Linked DNA regions of Sus scrofa: regions 2 and 3 are each linked to region 1. The links are chromatin contacts, called in public Hi-C maps. All regions are on one chromosome and are shown on one strand. Each heading gives the region's core, a stretch centred on a gene start, on an enhancer-like site or on the middle of the called end of the contact. The rest is flanking DNA. Distances are from core to core; before and after follow the strand shown.

The links. A called contact is a pair of places that touch in the nucleus more often than the background predicts.
Region 2: a Hi-C map of skeletal muscle shows a contact between it and region 1, with 5 times the contacts expected there. The contact joins the promoter of ARFIP1 here to the enhancer-like site in region 1. A contact is called at or near these places in 2 of 5 promoter capture datasets (fetal liver and liver) and 5 of 47 Hi-C or Micro-C datasets (heart right ventricle, liver and skeletal muscle).
Region 3: a contact with region 1 is called in a Hi-C map of skeletal muscle, with 12 times the contacts expected there. The contact joins the promoter of RPS3A here to the enhancer-like site in region 1. A contact is called at or near these places in 1 of 5 promoter capture datasets (liver), 11 of 47 Hi-C or Micro-C datasets (alveolar macrophages, heart right ventricle, liver and 4 more) and 2 of 2 datasets of contacts at active chromatin or transcription factors (alveolar macrophages and skeletal muscle).

Annotation. Positions count from the first base shown.
Region 1 is chr8:77,236,650-77,239,239 of Sscrofa11.1, reverse strand. It overlaps GATB (glutamyl-tRNA(Gln) amidotransferase subunit B, mitochondrial), which reads right to left. Exons shown (of 15, transcript XM_021101518.1): 2 at 1,857-1,923; 3 at 1,077-1,321. The coding sequence starts at 1,252. Among named protein-coding and RNA genes, the nearest start is that of GATB, 15 kb to the right of the region's middle. Within about 2 kb of position 1,304, at least 52 of the 83 cell types and tissues checked have an H3K27ac peak or open chromatin away from gene starts, as enhancers often do. A contact at or near this core is called in alveolar macrophages, fetal liver, retroperitoneal adipose tissue and 2 more, where this site is marked.
Region 2 is chr8:76,269,153-76,271,742 of Sscrofa11.1, reverse strand. ARFIP1 (ADP ribosylation factor interacting protein 1) reads left to right here and starts at 1,315. Exons shown (of 9, transcript NM_001252233.1): 1 at 1,315-1,433.
Region 3 is chr8:77,892,443-77,895,032 of Sscrofa11.1, reverse strand. RPS3A (ribosomal protein S3A) reads left to right here and starts at 1,293. Exons shown (of 6, transcript NM_001137619.1): 1 at 1,293-1,378; 2 at 2,076-2,179; 3 at 2,528-2,590. The coding sequence starts at 1,317.

The sequences.
Region 1 (2,590 bases), core at 55-2,554:
CCTGCACAATATGTAGATGGCTTGGTGCACACATACTCCCTATTCTGTCTCTTCCTATCCTGCTCTTCCCCCAGAAATTTTCTATATTATCTTAATTTTTGTCAACATGCATTTAGTTTTATTTCAATTATTGCAACACATGAGATTCCACATCTATAGTATTGATGAATTCCTTCTTTTTAAAGACTGGAAGCACAACTTGTAACTGAGAAGAATTAAAGAACTTCTCAAATTCTGCATTCACAAAAACCTTATTCAATGTATTTTTGCAGTTTCATTATAGGAGAGAAAAAAATACTTTCCATTCACTGTGAGACAATCTCATTTATGAAAAGAATAGAAACAATGTGTCCGGACATTTTCCCTCTGTTCCAACATAAAAGCAAAAAAAAAAAAAAAAGCAACTTAATCTCAGGAAAAACTGAGTATCAGACACATGTCTTTTTCTGTAGTTAAAAAGAACCTATTTAGGTCTTAAATAGTCAAATATAAACAGCGGTTCAGAGAATACTGAAAAAGAAGGAAGATCTCTTGTATTGGCTGCATCCTACTAGGTCTAAACACACATGTTCAACATAAAACATCTCCACAAATAGGTGGTGATTTCTGGCCAATAACATTAAGCCACCGCCATTCAGAGTTTGCAGGCAAAAGCTTCTTTTAACCTTTAGAACACTGCTGGCCCATAGTAGCGCTAAATTAGTGTCAGCTAACTAAGATCCCACTTCTACTGCTACGGACCCTGCTAATAGCCACTGCTGCTATTAGTTAAGGTGACTGAGTCCACTCTTCAGTCTTGTGCAGCCCTCGATTCAAGAAAACCCTATTTTACACTCGCGAACTACCCCAAAATGCCCGTGTGTCTTAAGACTGTGGTTTCTGTGTGGGGCGGGGCTGATAGAGAACCAGCATCGAGCTCCCACTTAGCTTTCAGGGCTGCAACTTACAGCCCAACACCCTCCCGCCGACCAAAACGTCTCGAGTGAAGACTGGACTGTAGTGGGCATCATTTTCCTAGCCTCGCAGTTCCACCTCACACTTAAGTGTGCAGTAAAGGTATGAAATAGTATATATACCCTTTCCTTGGCTTCTGGGCCGTGATGAGGGGCTGCTGAGCCACTGAGCTCTGTCCCCTTTTCCCGCTGGCCGTGGACCCAGCTGGAAACCGTTTCTCGTGGCGAGAACAGTCGCCAATCCGAGGGAAAGCCCAACGCCTTCCAGGACAGCACCAGCGTAGCATGGGCGCCGCCATTGCCGCGCCAAGGTCCTGGTCAGGTGACACAGCCGCCCTCTGCCGCAAGGCTGTCTGGGAAGCGTAGTTCTGGAAATGGATCAAATGTTATAGGCTCAGACCGGAAGACTACTATTCCCAGGAGCACTGCGATTCAAAAGCTTCCGGAACCGGGCGGGGAGGGGACGGAAGGGAGGAAGAAATAGAGAAGACAGGGGGAGGGTTTATGGGTCGGAAGGTGTGACTCCTCCTAGTGGGGAGTTGGAGAGCTTTGTATCTCTGAGCACCTGTTTGAGTGAGAACAGGTGGTGCCAAAGCACTAAAGTTGAGAAAGCTGGTGAGGATTTTATACCCCAGTTAACCTTTGGGGCTGAAGTAAATGACCTTGACATCTCCGGGAAGACTTTCCAAACCCCCCAAACCCACTGAGTTATTTTTTTCTGTTTACTTTTCCACTTCACATACTAATCTGTACATTCCTGCAACAATTACTTATTTGCATGCCTACTAGTTGGGCTGCACCCCACAGGCTTACAAGCCCGGTGCTTGCCAAGCTTCAGGACAGAATGCAGAGCTGAGAGTCAGCAACAGAGATATCAATGGTTTAATGGATGGGGGAGCTTACCCATTTGAAGCAAGGTCCTGGAGCGACACCCCACCGTGTGTGGTGATGTGGCCAGCCAACTTCACTCCTAGAGGGAAGGGAGATTGCCAGTTATAGGGAAAATTACCACAGATTGGATCATTAGTTACCAGGGAAACTGGCCGAGGGGCACGCCCCTCACTGTGCCTTTGATAAGAACAATCACCAGCTGGAGCCTGGGGAGAGTATGTAGGAAGTTCAGTCCTGTGAGTGGGTGTGGATGAAGCAGGCACTGGTCGGCAGGGGATGTATAGAGAGTAAGAGGACAACCATCTTGAGTGGCCTGACCATACACACTACTCTATGCCAGGCACAGTTCTTAGAATTCAGCAGTGAGCAAGGTGGTTATGGCCTCTGTGCTCATGGAGCTTACATACTTGGCAGATGAGATGACAGAAAAGTGAACAAAAATAGTATACTTTCACAAAAGAAGGGTTATATTTCAGCATGTTACCAGAAAGATGTTACCGGAATCCAGGTTCTTGTTCACAGAGCTAAAGAATGAACTTCACGAACACACAGGCAGCAAGCAAGCAATCAAAAGTCTTTATTACAGGAAAGCAAACAGCTCCCAGCACAGACACTGGGAAGGGGAGGAAGAGTCCCCCTTTCTATTGTTCTATGGAGGTTTTTATCTCTTAAAGACAGGGGTACCAATGTGGGGTCCAGATACCAGTTCTTTTTCCCATTAGCCTTGCCCAGTTTACCTATATCAG
Region 2 (2,590 bases), core at 66-2,565, 970 kb after region 1:
GGGTTTTTACTGTTCACAGATATGCGGACGATATCTACAGGGATGTACCATTCACTACGCTGAAACTCTCCCCCTCAATTTGGAGAAGCAGAGTTCTGCCTTTGGGCGCTTAGTCAATAAAAATGGCTTGTTGATTAATGCAGCAAGGCAGGTGAGTAGTACAAGTCTAAAGAGAGGGAGATCCCACAGAGAGTACTGTTACCTTTAGCATTTCTGCAAGTGAAATGGCGGTGAAAACGAGCACCCAAGAGCTGTCAAAGGAAAAGCAGTCCAGAACTTTGAAGGGAGATGTGCGCGGGGTGGATCACGGGTCTGTATTGTGTGTAAATGAGCTTCAGGTTTCTCTGCATACAGCGCTGGGGACAGGGAGAACATCCGAGGTACAGGTTGGAGCCTCCTCTTAGGAAACTACAAAGGGCTCTGAAAGAAAGGTTGTTCAGCGGTTTCTGTAGGCAGGGCAGTAATCTGTTTAAGTAACGGGGCGAGCAAAGCTAGCAGAAACTGGTCACCTGGATGAAGAAAGGGAAGCAGGAAAGCAAAGTATCATGGATCCACTGCCTGCGAGCGAGCAGAGCAGAAATGATCACAAAACAGAACAGGTCGTAAGAACTCAGGGACGCAGGGCAAGGGGTTCTGGTCTTCCTGAAGGGGGTGGGCGTGAGTGACGTGGCCAGAGTGGGTCCTTCCAAGCACTGGGGAAGAAGGAAGAGTCAGGCGCCCGCATCCCCTATACTCCATAAATTCTGCATTCTCTCCCCGCCCCCCCCCAAGGGGCTGGAATAACCTTCTATATGCTCTCCGGCAGCTGAGAAATAAGCTTTGGCTCTCCTAGGAGGGCCAGGCGGTGAGCTACCTTCAACCTCCAACCCTCCCGCCACCGGCTCACCGTCTGTTGCCGGGCGCGGGGCGCGGAGGGGGCGGGGGGGGGCGCGCCTAACGTCCGAGGCTGGGGTGTGTGAGTGAGAAAGAAAGGATGCTGAAGGCTTCTGGACCTCCGACCACTCAAGACCAGCCTACGAGTCTCCCCGCGAGCTTGCAACTCTGGCAAGTGCTTCTTTACCCGCGCTCACACCCCTTGGTGATCCCACCGCAGCTAGAAAATTACCCGGGCAACGGCGCCGGCTGAGTCCCGGATGTGGTTGCTAGGGCCGCAGAGGGAGGGGCGGGGCCCGCCTCCCGGAGGGCGGTGGAGGGGGCCTTGGGGGAGGTGCGCCGGCACCATCGAGACGCGGCTGGGCCGGCCAGATCGAGGGAGAGAGAGGCCGTCCAGAGCCACGGACAACGCTACTTCCGGTCCCCTCACTTCCGGCTCCGCTGCTCTCGGCTCGGGGGTTGCAGGCCGGGTTGGGAGGCCGCGGCTCTGCGTGTCCTCGGCCGTCGGTCAGGGTGAGGCTGTGACAGCTGCACTTGCTCCCCGCCCCCGCGGAGCCGAGGTGCGTGGGGGGGAGGGTAGGAAGGAGGAGGCTCAGGTCGCGTTTCCGCTCACTTGGGGCCAGGGCTGAGGCAACTCTGGAGAGCAGAAGGCAGGGCTGATACTCGACGTGAGAACCGCTGGCTTCTCCGCGGACAGGTGAAGGCGGAGATGGCCGGCGGGGAAGAGGCGGGGGAAGGCGGCTGGGAGGGGTTGACGGGGCGGGACACGTTGCCGCTGGGGCTCTCAGTTCCGGACTTTCACTGGGCACTTCTGTCCTTAGTCCGTGCCATCTGTCTCTGCTCAGGTATTCGGCCTTGGATCTCTGCCCCTTCCTCCCTTCTGTCCCACCTGCGTGTGCCGGGTGAAGAGGTAGGACCGGCCCTCCTGGGGCGGCGCCCTCCCGGTTTTGCACGCATCGAGTGGGAAAAGGGGTGGCAGGATCCAGGAGTGGGTCCACTCGGAGTGGGCCACCGTCAGGTTTGGGGGTCCAGCCTTTACGGTTCTCTGCCTTTCCCCGCATCCCGCACTTCTCTCCTCCGCAGTGGGAGGGAGGGAGACGCGGTAGTCCCTGCGAGAGGCTCTTCGGGCAGTGGTGCAGGGAGGCGCCCCGCCTGTGAAAGGTCCTGAGCCTTGCTCAGCTTACGCGGACCGCCAAGGAATGCTGGAGTTGGGAAGGAAGTTGTGCTGGCGTCTCGTCCGTTCCTCTTTGCCAAGTTACTACTGTTTACGTGTCTAGGAAAAAGGATTTTTTTTGTTTTGTTTTAAAGAACTGTTTCTAGACGCTTTTCCCTTTTACTTATTACTTCCTTTGTTTTTTTCTTATCTCCCTCTCGAACCCTTTGATCTCAAAAAAGTTTGTAGTCTGCACTTCCTGCAGATCCTTTAGCCGCCCCCTTTTAGGATTTCTGTCCCCCTCCCTTCATTTTTTCCTAGATTAAAGCATGTCATTTCTCTAACTCTGTTCTAAAGGGAAAAAATGGAAGAGTTGCAGGACTTCTCGTGAACTTGTGTTTTCACTTGCAAGTGTGGCAGGTGTGTGTTCACATTGCAATTTAATTAGCTTTTTTGGCATGGGAACGTGCGCCGGAATTGGTTACGTTAAATCATTCCTGTGTCAAGTCTGCAGGGATTGGCTATTTTATCGCTGCTGTCTCAGAGTGAATACAACAGATTCTA
Region 3 (2,590 bases), core at 44-2,543, 660 kb before region 1:
CTTCGCTGTATAGCAGAAATTGGCACAACTCAAAAAAAAAAAAAAAAAATAGAAAAGTACCCAAAGTGAGTTCCTTTTGTGGTTCAGTGCATTAAAAACCGGAATAGTATCAATGAGGAAGTGGGTTCGATCCCTGGCCTTGCTCAGTGGGTTAAGGAGCAGCAAGTTGCTGTGGCAGGCTTCAGTCTAAGTTTCTGATGCAGCCCCATCAGTTGCTGTGGCTGTGGTGTAGGCGATTACACCCCTAGCCTGGGAACTTCCATATGCGCGGCCCTAAAACAAAAAACAAGAACAAAAAAGAAAAGTACGCACAGAAGTGTACAGCTTTAGATTCAAATTCACAAAGCGAACATACTCCACTAACCAGCTTCCATATCAACATACAATATCCAATACCCCCGAAGTTACACTTATTTACCCCTACTAGTTTTACTGCCTCTATTTTGTTTACTTTTTTTGGCCACGCCCGCTGCATGCAAAAGTTCTCAGTCAGGAATTGAACCCACACCACGGCAGCAACCCTGGCCACAGCAGTGACAACGCCAGATCCTCAATCTGCTGTGCCACCAAGTAACTCCTTGCCTCCATTTCATGTCTCATATTATTATTATTTTTATGGCCGCACCCAGTGTCATGTGGAAATTCCCCTGCCAGGGGTGGGATTGCAGCCGAAGCTGTGACCCGAGTCACATAGGTGGGCAACGCCAGACCTTAACCCACTGCGCTGGGCCGTGGGAGTGGGGGTGGGGAGGGAATCGAACCTGCGTCCAGAGATAACGCTGGATCCTTAACCCTCTGCGCCAGAGCAAAACTACTCTGCCTCCACTTTTCTTTTTGGCCTCCACTTTAAATACCAGGAAATCGCAGCACAGACAGGTCAACAGGGCTAAATATTACTGTAACTAGCAAAGGAACCTAGACATGCTATCTACTCCCAAATCCCACGCTCCTGAGAAGACAACAGGCTTGAAGGTGAGACGGTGACTTCGGCTTTGAAAGATGTGGAATGGGCGTCCTCTTCCACGAAAACTCACTTCAGGGCGTCAGGGCCACAGAAACCCCCGTCCACCAACACGAGGCACCTCAGGCCGCCTGCGCCAGGGCCTCAGGAGCGCCCAGCCGGCGACCAGTGGCCTGCTACGCAGCCTCCCCACAGGCGAGGGCGCAGTCGCAGCTACAGTCGGAGACGTGACTCTCCCAGTTCTGAAGGCCGGAAAACGTAAGATCAAAGGTCACGTAAACGGCACGTCCCGCCCCGCACGCCTAAGTTCTCGCGCGAGTGATACTTCCGCCCTTTTGGCTCTCTGTGCAGCACCATGGCGGTTGGCAAGAATAAGCGCCTTACGAAAGGCGGCAAAAAGGGAGCCAAGAAGAAAGTGTAAGTGACAGCTGTCGTGGCACCCCGCTTCTAGGGGCTCTGCTGGAGTCGGCGGGCGGGTTCTGGATCGCGATGTGGGCCGGATGGCGAGGATGTTAGTTGGATTGCGCGGGTCGTGCCGGGTTAGTAAACTCCCGAACTGGAGCGTGGCGGATCTGGGTGTTTTTTTGCGGCGGTCCGGCTGCTTTTCCGCTGGCCCTCTGGACCTCATGCGCACCGCTTTTGAGTCGGGAGTGCCGCTGCGTCTCTGGCCTGGCATGTTCCTTACTGTGGGCTTACGGGTCTCGTAAATTCTACGAGTAATCAGTGCCCCTCCAAAAGCCGGACTTGTCAACGCAACTTTTTGTCCACCCGGGACGCTGCACCCCTCCCTTGCTATGGCCAGGTGGAACCTGGGATCTCGTAAGCTAGCATGAGGCCTTAAAGAGCCTAGGTTACTAGTATGTGTCTTAATGTGCCAATAAGGTTGAAGAGACGTGCAAGTTGTTTGGAGGTAATGCAGTCAGTATAGTGGAAGGACCGATAGGGGTGGAGAGTGTTTGGGGCATAATTTACTTGCCAGAGTGTCACATCTGCTCAGTGAAATAGATATAGTGGGAAGAGCTAGGTTTTTTAAAGTAATTAGAACAAAAACTGAGGGAGGCTTAAAACGAATTACGTTATCTGCGATAAAACCTAAGCATTTTTTTAAATCCAGGGTTGACCCATTTTCTAAGAAAGATTGGTATGATGTGAAAGCACCAGCTATGTTCAATATAAGAAATATTGGGAAAACACTGGTCACAAGAACTCAAGGAACCAGTGAGTATCTCTTTCGTCTGTATTTTTCTTAAATTGAAAAATATGTCGGTCTACTCTTGTTTCTGTGGTGGGATACGGTGAGGGAATGTCAGCTATTGGTGACAACTTTGGCCCCTTTAGGGCTTGTTTTTAATACAACACTTGGAGAAGCGAGGTGGTACTTTTAGAATTAGCAAAAAATGTTCGTATTTTTGAGCTTCTAATGAGCAGTCAGTAAGTCATTGGTGTCCATATGGATTTGGTAAACAAAAGTTAATGTCTTTATTATTAGTTTAAGTTTAATGCATGAAATTTATCTTTCTTGCCTTAATATGTTTTCTAACGTTAACACGATTGTTGTTTTTATAGAAATTGCATCTGATGGCCTCAAGGGTCGTGTGTTTGAAGTGAGCCTTGCTGATCTGCAGAATG